Linked DNA regions of Mus musculus: region 2 is linked to region 1. Evidence: chromatin contacts called from public HiChIP or PLAC-seq data. All regions are on one chromosome and are shown on one strand. The core of a region is the stretch at or near the end of the contact, and the rest is flanking DNA. Distances in the headings are between cores, read along the strand shown.

What was found. HiChIP or PLAC-seq counts read pairs in DNA pulled down with a chosen protein or histone mark.
Region 2: an H3K27ac HiChIP or PLAC-seq map of embryonic stem cells shows a contact between it and region 1, with 13 read pairs. The contact joins two enhancer-like sites. A contact is called at or near these places in 1 of 115 datasets of contacts at active chromatin or transcription factors (embryonic stem cells) and 1 of 9 other capture datasets (adipose tissue).

What each region holds. Positions count from the first base shown.
Region 1 is chr1:131,887,688-131,893,436 of GRCm38.p6, forward strand. No RefSeq gene overlaps it. Among named protein-coding and RNA genes, the nearest start is that of Nucks1, 20 kb to the right of the region's middle. Within about 2 kb of position 2,639, at least 8 of the 459 cell types and tissues checked have an H3K27ac peak or open chromatin away from gene starts, as enhancers often do. A contact at or near this core is called in embryonic stem cells, where this site is marked.
Region 2 is chr1:132,262,408-132,268,156 of GRCm38.p6, forward strand. No RefSeq gene overlaps it. Among named protein-coding and RNA genes, the nearest start is that of Gm29630, 13 kb to the right of the region's middle. Within about 2 kb of position 2,329, at least 76 of the 459 cell types and tissues checked have an H3K27ac peak or open chromatin away from gene starts, as enhancers often do. A contact at or near this core is called in embryonic stem cells, where this site is marked.

The DNA.
Region 1 (5,749 bases), core at 1,389-3,888:
CGCTAATTCTCATACAAGGTCAATAATGTGTTGCCCGACTACCAATGTCTTTAGCTATGAGTTGGCCTCTTCAGGCAAGATATTTCTAATTGTTCTTCACACATTTAAAAAACAATCTTGGCATTTATCCTTCTTACTAAACTTGACAGTATTGATGAATTCATAATAAATTCTATGTGGATTTTGTAAGGCTCACGTCAAACATAGGGATTAATTTTAGAGAATCATAACAATATCCTTGATTCATGCCTGATGACCCAAGTTCCCTGGAATACAACAAGCCTGATATGATGGTGTGTCTGTAATTCCAGAACTCTAACAGTGAGATAGAAAGTGGAGGAAGAGGATGCTGGAAGTTCCCAGGCCTCTTAGCCTAGTATATGCAGTGCAGTAGAAACCAGAGACCCAGTCCCTCGAGGTGAGAATGGAGAAATAACCCGAAGAGTTGTTCTCTGACCTCCATATGTGTGCCATGGTACAACTTACACTCACACACAGAAAAATCATACGCAAGGTCATGTGCAAATTCAGGGATGGTAACGGTCATTCTAATTTCCAACATTTGCTGGTAGGAGCTAATGGTAACTGGGGTGTGACTATAAATCACATATTCTCTTTGTGTGTGTGTGTGTAATTGCTAATTTAGTTCTCTTGCTCTAATTGGCTGACTTACATTGGGGAAGAAATCATACATATATCATATGTATATATTGTTTTCCTTTTTTGTTTAAGATTTATTTATTTATCTATTTATTTATTTATTTATTTAATATTAGTATAGTGTAGCTGTTTTCAGATGCATCAGAAGAGAGCATCAGATCTCATTACAGATGATTGTGAGCCATCATGTAGTTGCTGGGAATTGAACTCAGGACCTCTGAAAGAGCAGCCAGTGCTCTTAACTGCTGAGCCACCTCTCCAGCCCCCTATAGTTTTCCTTTTTTAAAAAACTATTTACTTATTTATTTCATGTGTGTGTGTGTGTATACCTATGAGTATGTAAAAGTCAGAGGACAGCTTGCAGGGTAGTCCTTCTAGAGTGAGTCCCGGGAATCTAGTCAGGTCATCAGATTTGGTGACAAATGTCTTTCTTTATCCACTGAGCTATCTTTCCTGAGACAGAGTCTTGCTATGATGTTCAGCCTGATCTAGAACTCACTATGTGGCCCAGGCTGGTCTGGAACTTGTGATCTTGAGTGCTAGGATCACAGGCATATGCCACCATACCCAGCAAGAAGGGCCTATGTTTTAATGACTTTGCATCTAATACCTACAAAGCATGTGTCAGACATTAAACCTTGTTTATATGAACAATGAATGGAATAAAAGATCTAAATAAAATGTAAAAAGAGGGGCTGGAGAGATGCTGCTGACTGACTGCTCTTCCAGAGGTCCTGAGTTCAATTCCTAGCAATCACATGGTGGCTCACAATCATCTGTAATGGGGTCTGATACCCTCTTCTGGTGTGTTTGAAGACAGTGACATATATATATATATATATATATATATATATATATATATATATATGAGAGAGAGAGCGAATGACGGGGTTCTTTCCTGTGTGTATAAAATTGAGGGAAGGTGTCAGGTAGCCCAAGCTTACCTCAGACTCCCTATGTAGTAAGGATGGCCTTGAATTTCTGGTTGTCCTGTGTCTGCCTCCCTAGTGCTAGAATCACAGGCACACATGACTAAGCCCAGTTTATGCAGTGCTGGGATCAATCCCAGGCAAGCACTCTACTAACCCGAGCTACAACCTTAATTACTTCTATATTTTTATAGTGAAAGAAAATTAAAAGCTAGTCACTATGGAAAATGAAGATGGGACTGGAGATGTGCCTTAGTGGTAGAGCACTTACCATTCATGTAATACTTAGGCTTTGATCTAAAGTGCTAAAAAAGAAGGAAAGTATAAAACCGTACTATTTAATAGTCCCAGTGATGCAACTGATACCTCCGTTTACACTGAACTGCCCCCAATGCTCGTGCTTCCACCTCCCATTGCTCCAATGCTCCTACTTACACACACACACACACACACACACACACCCGCCCCTGGGAGCTGAGATTGCAGGTGAACATCACCCACCAGCAAGACAATTTTCAAGGTAGGATTTGAGATGAATAAAAATTCAGAAAGAGCTGAGTTAGGATTTCAGGTTGGGAGGAAAGGGAGTTTAGAAGGTGTTTGTTTGTTTGTTTGTTTGTTTGTTTTCGAGACAGGGTTTCTCTGTGTAGCCCTGGCTGTCCTGGAACTCACTCTGTAGACCAGGCTGGCCTCGAACTCAGAAATCCTCCTGCCTCTGTCTCTCAAGTGCTGGGATTAAAAGTATGTGCCACCACTGCCCAGCAAGCTTAGAAGTCTTATACCATTGTCTAAATGGTTTCTGTGTAGGGAGGTACTAATTAGGTTAAAAAGATGATTACTACATTGCTTAGGTCAATTACTTAACCAATAGTGGTATATCCACCTTGTCCCAGGTGCTAGGTACTTGTGACTTTGTAACTTTGGGGGGGGAGGGGGGACCGGTGTACCGCGGCCTACATTTGACAGAGGACGACCTTGGGTGTTGGTCCTTGCTTTGGGTGTTGTTTGAAATAGGGTCTCTTTGTTGTTTGCCACTGGGTGTGTCAGGCTATAAAACTTAACTAGCTTTCAAGGATTCTCTTGTTTTTTTTTCCCATCTTTCCCTGGGAGCACTGGGAGTACAGATAAGTACTATTGTGCTCAGTTTTGATATTGGTTCTGGGCATTCAAATTCAGTTCCCCATGTTTACATACCAACTGCTTCTCCTACTGGGCCATTTCCCTAATCTTTTAAAGTGCAATAATCTCTTTCGTAGGACTCCACCCTTATGACCTAGTCACCCCTCTAACGCTCCACCTCTTAATACCAACACACAGGAAATTTCAAGATGTGACCTTCAGAGGGACACAGACCACTGCAGGAGTAGAAATGGAAGGATGAAGTTAGCAGCAGGCTCAAACAAAGGAGTTGTATAAGTCATGTCAAAACTAGGGCTGGTGGTACAGAACAGTGATGAGTTATTGCTTCACCGGTGAAATGAGCCAATTCAAGCCAGATTAAATTATATAGGCAGGTTTATTGGAAAGCTGCTCTAGGGCAAGTTCACTGGCCCCAGGGACCTAGGCCAAGGAAGTCACCATGGAGGGGGCATGAGAGAATAGAGACAGAAAGAGCTTCGGGACACAGAGAAGAGTAGGGAGCCCAAAATGTCTGGATTATATAGGGAAGATCTTTGGGGGAAAGGCAGCCCAACCCCTGGGCAGGAAAAGTAAGGACTGGGGACAGGGTATGTCAGGTAAGGACTGAAGGATGCTGGGAGAACCTGTAGGCCCAGCCTGTTTTGATGTGTAAAATATGCACCTTGGTCCCTTGTCCACAGGTCTGAAACCAAACAGCCAGTAATTCCAGCTACTTGGTAAACTGAGGCAGGAAGATCCCTGGTTCAAGACCTTCCTTCCTTGTCTACAGAGTGAATTCAAGATTATCCTTCACAAATTATCAAAACTGTCTCAAGATTTAAAAAAAAAGAAAATTGGTGTCTTCATACCTGCATCCTAGCACTTGAGAGGCTGAGACAGTGTAAGACTCAAGGGAGCCTTAGCTTACCAGGGACCCCCTGAGTGAGCCACGTGGATCAGGGATTGATGCAAAAAAACAAGAGGAATTTATTTTTCCAAAGCACTGGGGTATTCCCAGACCTGAAGGAGAGGCTGCGACCCCCAGTAACCATTCAGTGAGTTTTTATATGGTTTCCGGGGGGACAGTATAGAGAATCAGCAACTGTGCACAGAACAGTGCACCCTTTAAACTGATTGGTCTCTAGGGAATAAGGTGACAAGGACTTCCATTGTCTGGAGGTAGGCAACAGTCCATCCTACAGAATGTGTTCCCACCCGCAGGTCGGTTCCTGCCCTGTGGTCTGAAAAATGTTAATTCGCCTCTCCCTTCAAGGGGCTAGTGTGTCCTGACCTTCCCAGAGTTCCTGAGCTGACTTTTCAGCAGGATGATTGCCTCAACTTCAAGACAAACCTGGGCCATGAAATGAGTTTCAGGATCACATGGACTACCATTGAGATCCTGTCTCAATGAAAGAAAAAGGAATAATAAACCTTTAAAAAAAAATTGGAGTTGGATCTAAGGATCTTTTTTTAAAAGTCTAAGGATTTAAAACAAATGAAGAGTGTTTATACAAGATCCTGGGTTCAAATCTCTGTAACACACATACAGAGTATGGGGGGGGGTGGGGGGGACGATACACATAACACTGAAGCAGTTGGACTACAGAGGGGTTTGTTTTTCTGACTGAAACAAAGAATCCACAATCATAACTTCCTTAAAAAGGCTAAAATGTCAAAGTGACAAATGTATTAGCCCACGGTTTTGGTTGTATGAAGTCCATTAGGCTTACATTAAGGTATGGGCCAGGCTGATGGCTTTTAGAGGAAACAAAACATATACATATGCATATATCATACATATACATACACATATACAATACATATATATATATATATATATATATATATACATAAACATATACTATACATGTACATGCACATACATATATTTGTGGAGGGATTTTTTTATGTATGTGTTTTCTGAATTTTCTAGCTTCTGGGGACTGCTCCCATTCCTTGCCTCGTGAGCTCCTCCATTCTTCCTCAAATCTAGAAAGAGTGGATCATTTTTTTTCTTGAAGCTCATCACTCCAACCTTTTTTGCCTTTTTTTCTACAGTCAAGGACCCTTGGGGTTGCTCAGGAACCCCTTGAATAAGCAAAGTCATTTCTCCCATCTCAAGGTCAGCCAATAAGCAATAATGTAGTAATCACGAAGACATCTATCTCTGTAGTGTTTGGTTTCCTTGTTTGTTTGTTTGTTCATTTTTGCTCTTTTCTTGGTGAATTTTCTCTCTCTCTTTTTTTTTCTCAGAGAGGTGAGAGCACACCCAGAGGGTTGAATTAGGGCTTCCCACAGGCTCAGCACTCTACAAATGACCCACACCCTTAACCCCTTCTTAGTGATATTTGGGGGCAGGTTTTTATAGCACAGTTTGGCCGGAGCTCACTTTGTAGCCCAACTGACCCTCAAATATGTTACAATCCTCCTGTCCTTGCATCCCAAGAGCTGAGCTCGTAGGAGTGAGCCAGTGTCCCTGACTCTTAGTGATTCTTCAAGCTCCTGGCATGTTAGATATACCAATCTATCCCTGTATGTGACACAAAAGTGTTCCACAGCCCGAGGAGTGTGAGCATAGTGGTCTTAGGTTTGTTCATGATGAATCTGCTTGCAGTAGCTAAAATTCTGGGTTAGAGAGTTTGGACTCTGTTTAGAACCTGCCCCCAAATACCATAAAGGAAGGGTTGAGGGTACAGGTCAATTGTAGAGTACTTAGCCTGTGGGACACCCTAATTCAATCCTCTGGGTCTCCTCTCACCTCTCTGAGGAGAGAGAGAGAGAGAGAGAGAGAGAGAGAGAGAGAGAGAGAGAGAGAGAAAGAGAGAAAGAACTGAACTGTCTGGCCTTAGTGTGGAGTGATGTTAGTTAGAGTTTTACTGCTGTGAACAGACACCATGACCAAGACAAGTCTTATAAAAAACAACATTTAATTGGGGCTGGCTTACAGGTTCAGAGGTTCAGTCCATTATCATCGAGGTGGGAGCATGGCAGTATCCAGGCAGGCATGGCGCAGGAAGAGCTGAGAGTTCTATGTCTTCATC
Region 2 (5,749 bases), core at 1,079-3,578, 370 kb after region 1:
AGTTTGGTCTACAGAGTGAGTTCCACAACAGCCAGGGTTACAGAGAGACCCTGTCTTGGACAAAGAAGAAGAAGAGAAGGAGGAGGAAAAGGAGGGACAGGAGAGGAGGAAGAAGAGAGGAGGAGGAAGAAGAGGAGAAAGGCTGACCCACATTGTCCTGATACCTTACTACTGCTGCAACAAGTTCTGCTCAGGCTACGAGACCAGCATGTAATTAAGACAGGACAACAAGGGTTCCCTGCTGCCCCTGGCTCTGTGTTGTATGTTTAATCTTGAGCATCAAGGGAGATTGGGGAAAGAGCTTTTGGCTTTAACAGCCTCTATATTACACCAACAAGGGAGAAGAACACCGGACAAGAAATAAAAAGAATCCACATAACACCTATGCATACTCAGTGAAGGAAACACCCCTAAGAAGCTGTGTGTGTGTGTGTGTGCATGTGTTCATGTGCGTGTGCGTGTGCACAACTGGTACTTAAAGGTCAGAAGCCTGAAATCAGTTGAAGGGAAGTACACCCAACTTAGTTTCATGACCTGTCACTGTGTCAATGGGCTGTGTCAATGACCAGCAGCAGCTCAGCTCAGCTTAGCTCAGCTCAACCTGCTCACTGTTGTTTTGAGATAATATCACACACTGATGGCCAGCTATCCTGAGGGTTCAAAAAAAAAAAAATCAGGTTCAGTCATTTGCCTAAATGCAAAATAATTAGTACACATAGTGTTGTGCCAGGAAAATATTAGTAAGCCAATCTGATGCAACTCACAGCAGGGTCTTTATTCTATTCGAGCTAGCTTGCTCCCCCAACCTCCAATGCACCACCATCACACAGGATGGTTTTGGTGGTGGGAGAGCCCCGAATGTCTATCAGGGCAAGGCTTTATAGTGAGCAGCAAGCAGGGAATACTTGTGCAAACATCTAATTGGAAAGCTCCTGTGGCCTTTAACATAATTGGCTGGTGCTGGGAGTCCTAACATAAACTTAACTTCTGCTCCCCTCTTCATTGGTGGTCATTAGGCAAGGGGTGGGCTTGTAACCTGGGGTGCAGGTTTGTTGGGGGGATAACCAAGAGACACTGGTCTTGTTGGGGATTAGCCTAGAGACTGGAGCTAGGCTCAGGTTTTGTTGGGGGGGGGGGGCGGCAACTTGGAAACTAGTGCTGGATACCAGCCTGTTAGTCTACCTGAGTTCAAACTTAGGTCAGGTTCTCTAAAATGGAGTCTGAATTTAAAAGCTTTGGCATCTCAATAGCAAGTTGCAAGGCAGTCATGGCTCCAGAGTGAGACCCTTATTTGAATAATAATAATAAAAAGCCAAATGAGAAGAATTGGTGAAGGGATTCGAATCACATGAGACAGACCCAGGACAAAAGGCCTCAGTCAGAGTGGGGTCTAGCTGATTATTATCAGAGTTAGTCAAGTGGGCCTTGGTGAAAGAAGGCAGTGGTAGATTCCATTCCAGTCACAGATGTTTCTCAGCCCTGTTGTTCCTGGAGGTGACTGCAGAACAGAAATACCCAGAGCGAAGAAGACAGCTGCAAAATGGCGACAGGGATACCGTTCCTTTCCAATAATAGGTCAACAGCAGGCCCAAGGGAGGAGTTGGCAAAGAACGGCCTGCAAATCCCTGCTTCTGAGCCAGATTGGTCAGAGCACAGGATGTATGGTATCTCCAGACCTCAGGAGAGGTCATATTTGGACGGAGCCCTCACCTGAGGGGTCTTTCCCTCTCTTCAGGAGGCAGTGTCAGAACTGAACTAGGGGACAATCAGCTGGTGTCTGCTGGGGAGTGTGGCATCAGAATTGCTCAGTATGTGAGGAGGAAACTCATTTATCAGGTGTCAGAAGAGGCACGGTTTGTGACAGTAGAAAAAGACACCTTGGGTTTTCCCATCTTCAATAGACGCTGAGAGGACTCGGGCTAGAGGGAGGTGGGGGATAAGTTTCTCAGGAGCGGAGTATGGTGAGACTGCTTCCCAAGGAGAGAACCTGTCTGTGCAGGACACCCAGAGATACAAATTCAACAACTAATTTGCAATCCTGTGCTCTTGTGATAAAGTGGCAAACAATACCAACAGCAGACACAGCTCCTGCTCTTTTTTTCCCCCCTTGGTTTTTGTTTTTTTTGAGACAGGGTTTCTCTGTATAGCTCTGGCTGTCCTGGAACTCACTTTGTAGACCAGGCTGGCCTCAAACTCAGAAATCCGCCTGCCTTTGCCTCCCAAGTGCTGGGATTAAAGGCATGCGCCACCACCCCCGGCTCACAGCTCCTGCTCTTAAGGAACACAGCCCGGTGCTGGGATGGAGAGGTCAAGAGTCAGTTACAGATGCTGAGTCATGTCCTTTGAAGATGGCACAGGCTGTCTGGAGATAGTTACCACAGACACTGGGTGTGGGAACTTCTTGAAAATGACGTCATGGTTAAGGCAAAGGATGAGTAAGAGTCGGTTCAAAGAATGGGGAGACCATGGGTGAGGTTATAAGAGAACTCAGCCTGGTGCAGCATTGCTATAGCCCTACCAGTGACACAATGGCGACTGAAGGATCAGAGGGTAGAGTGACAGAGTCCTAAGCAATATGGCTATCAGGAAAGATTCTGCTCTAGGAGTCTTAAAGGTCATTGTGGTCTACATCAGGGTAAATTGGAACTTGCCAAGGCATTAAAAAAAAACTTTCTAGAATCAACTGTACCAGGTAACACTCAGCAAGGCTCTGAGAACCCAAGAGCAGAGGCAGGAGGATTGCAGTGAACCCAAGGACATCCGGGGTTATGGTGCCTGTCTCTCTCGGGTTGTCTTCCTGTTAGTTTCTACTGCCACCCATGTAGCTTGAGAAAGGAGGCTTCTAAAAAGGGGCAATCCCAGGAGCTGTAGCTGAAAGTCTGAGGGATTTGGGGAGCACGAGTCAGTTCTTAGAGTGTGGGGCTCTGACAGTTGCCAGGATCCAGGAGCTGCCCATTCAGCGTGTGTGAGAGGCAGCACTGTATGCAGAGAGGCCTCAAGGGATCCTACCCAGTGGCTGTGACGACTGCTGAACAGGCGGTAGTCAGATCCGGGGGATCCCAGAGCCAGCAGCAGCATTGTGGCAACTGAGTAGTATGTACAGGGAGGTGGACAGTGCATCCCTGTAACTCCTCAGCAGAGGGAACGCTAAGAATGGCTCTGTCTTGGATATTTACAAGGTGCCCATGTCTTTTACAGCCCTCCTTTTCAGGCTCTGTGTGATGGTTTGCATATGCTTGGCCCAGGGAGCAGCACTATTAGGAGGTGTGGCCTTGTGGAGTAGGTGTGGCCTTGTTGGAGTAGGTGTTGAAAGGAAATAAAACTCGAGACCTGTGATTTATGTAATGTATGTCAAATAGCCCAAAGAGTTGTTTGTGAGCTTTGAAACCTGGGGCTGAGAACATAGCAGAACAGACCAGGACATGCCCGGGCAAGCCCATCACCTCCCTATCTCCCACCCCTCTGACCTAAGTTAAATGTTACAGGCTCCTGATGTTTAAATGGACCAATCATGTGAAACCGCGCCAATTCCTCCCCCAGCCCCACTCCTTTTCTATAAAAACCCCTAGCTTCCAAGCCTCGTGGTCGAATCCACTGTCTCCCGTGTTAGATACATTTCCACCCGGAGCTCCGCCATTAAAATACCTCGTGTTGTTACATCAAGGTGTTGTGTTCTATTCGTGATTCTTGGGTGCAAGCCGAATCGGGAGCTGAGTGGGGGTTTCACCACTAGGTTCTTTCAGTGTGACCTTGTTAGAGTAGGTGTGTCACATTGGACATGGGCTTTAAGACCCTTGTCCTAGCTGCTTGGAAGCAAGTCTTCTCCTAGCTGCCTTTAGAACAAGAGGTGGAACTCTCAGCTTGTCCAGCCCCGTGTCTGCCTGGACACTGCCATGTTCTCACCTATCAGTCCATGATAATGGACTGAACTTCCGAACCTGTAAGCCAGCCCCAATTAAATATTTCCTTTATAAGAGTTGCCTTGGTCATGTTGTCTGTTCACAACAGTAAAACCCTAACTAAGACACTCTTTTTTTCCCTATTGATTGGACAAAATATGCAGGTATAGAGCATACTGATACCCTAGAATCTAGTTCTTCATCCCAGATGCCACCAGGCTAATGCAGAGAAGACCACTTTCTCCACTGCTGTCCTGTCTCCATGCTATAACAATACAAGCTACACTTGTGGAAGTTGTTCACTTGTTTGATCTTTTGAAAGGAAGAGAAAGTTCAAATAGGGAGGTGGGGTGGGGGAGAACCATACACTAGATGCTGAATAGGTCATGCCTAGAATTCTAGGCAGAGGAAAAGTCTAACCTCGGTCAAAAGGGTCCCCTCCCAGATGCATAGCTGCCACCAGCCTCACTTTCCTGTCATGGGGGATCTTCTGGAGGACACTACTTTCAGAGTGACTCTTTAAAGTCACGCCCTTCTGAGGACAGTGTCTCAGACTCCTGGTGCAGCCCTATAAGAAAGAGGCATTTGCCTCATCTCAAACAACACAGCACACAGAGCTTCCTCCTGCTTCTCAGCTGGGCAGTGTGTGTTTCTAACTATGTTCCCCACCCCGCTGCATGCCTGGAGTCCAGTTGCACAACAAACAGGACTTAAGTGCCTCTTGATTCCAGAGAGTCACCAACCCTGCCTTCTCACCTTTCAGCTACGCAATGACCCTGAAGAAGCCTCGGCATTGAGATCTTGAACTTTGGCCAAATAAAATACCAAGGCAAGGCTTCTCCCTGGCTGTTCCGTATGGAGAAGTCTGTTTTCTTAAAAACAAAACAAAGTGAAAAACAAACAAACAAACGGAATGTGCTTTCATTTTAATCCCAGGTGCAGGGACTGCTCAGAGCAGCTGACTAAGGCTTGCCTTGTGATTTTTGCCAGCTGTAGATAGTTTCTGCAATTGTGTGATGTTTGGAATTCTGGGAACTTTTCAGAGGGTATGTAAGTGCTAGTCCTCCCCCCACCCCCACCTGCACCCTCATCCCCCACCCTCTGCCCTCCCGAGGTGGAGTTGGTGATTGGTGATTGGTGGTTTTTTGTCAGTGGTTGCTGGTTGGTCATGGTTTGTTAAGTAGTCATGCAGAAAGAAGAAACAACAAGAAATTAGATATCCCGATAGCAGGAAGTAGTCTTATGATAACATTGCCCCCTTTCTCCTCTGTCCTTGTTTCTCTCCTATCTAGTGTCAAGGGACTGAAAGGTGGAAAGTGGCGGAGAAGGGTGGAAGAAACAAGCACCTACAAAGTAGCAAAAGGCAGCTACAATGTTCTCAGTAATAGGGAAAAATCAGCACTCCGGTTTCTTCTCTCCTTACTCAGCAAACTCCTAAGTATGAAGGGCTTTTATTTTTATTTTTCCAGTTTTGACTGCCCCACTGTGTCCTTGCAAACCTGGCTCCTTGGGTGGAAAACTCTCTCAATAGTTACTCATCTCTTTTCAAGCCTGGCTCTGCATTCACTCTGGAAAGCACCTGCTTACTTCTGAGCACGTCCCAACGCAAACAGACATTTGAAGCCTCAAGACTATGACCCAGATCTTGCCTCTTATTTGTTCCTTTGAAGAGAAGTCCCTAAAATGAACAAAAGGCTTGCAAGACATTCTGGTGGCCTCCATCCTGCAGCCTTAGCTTGGGACAGGCTGTCATCCCCAGGGCCTTGGTTGTGTTCATGTCTGTAAAGGTCACTGCTTCTGCCTATCTCAGGGCCACAACTGCCACTCAGTGATTTCCAGGATTGGTAACA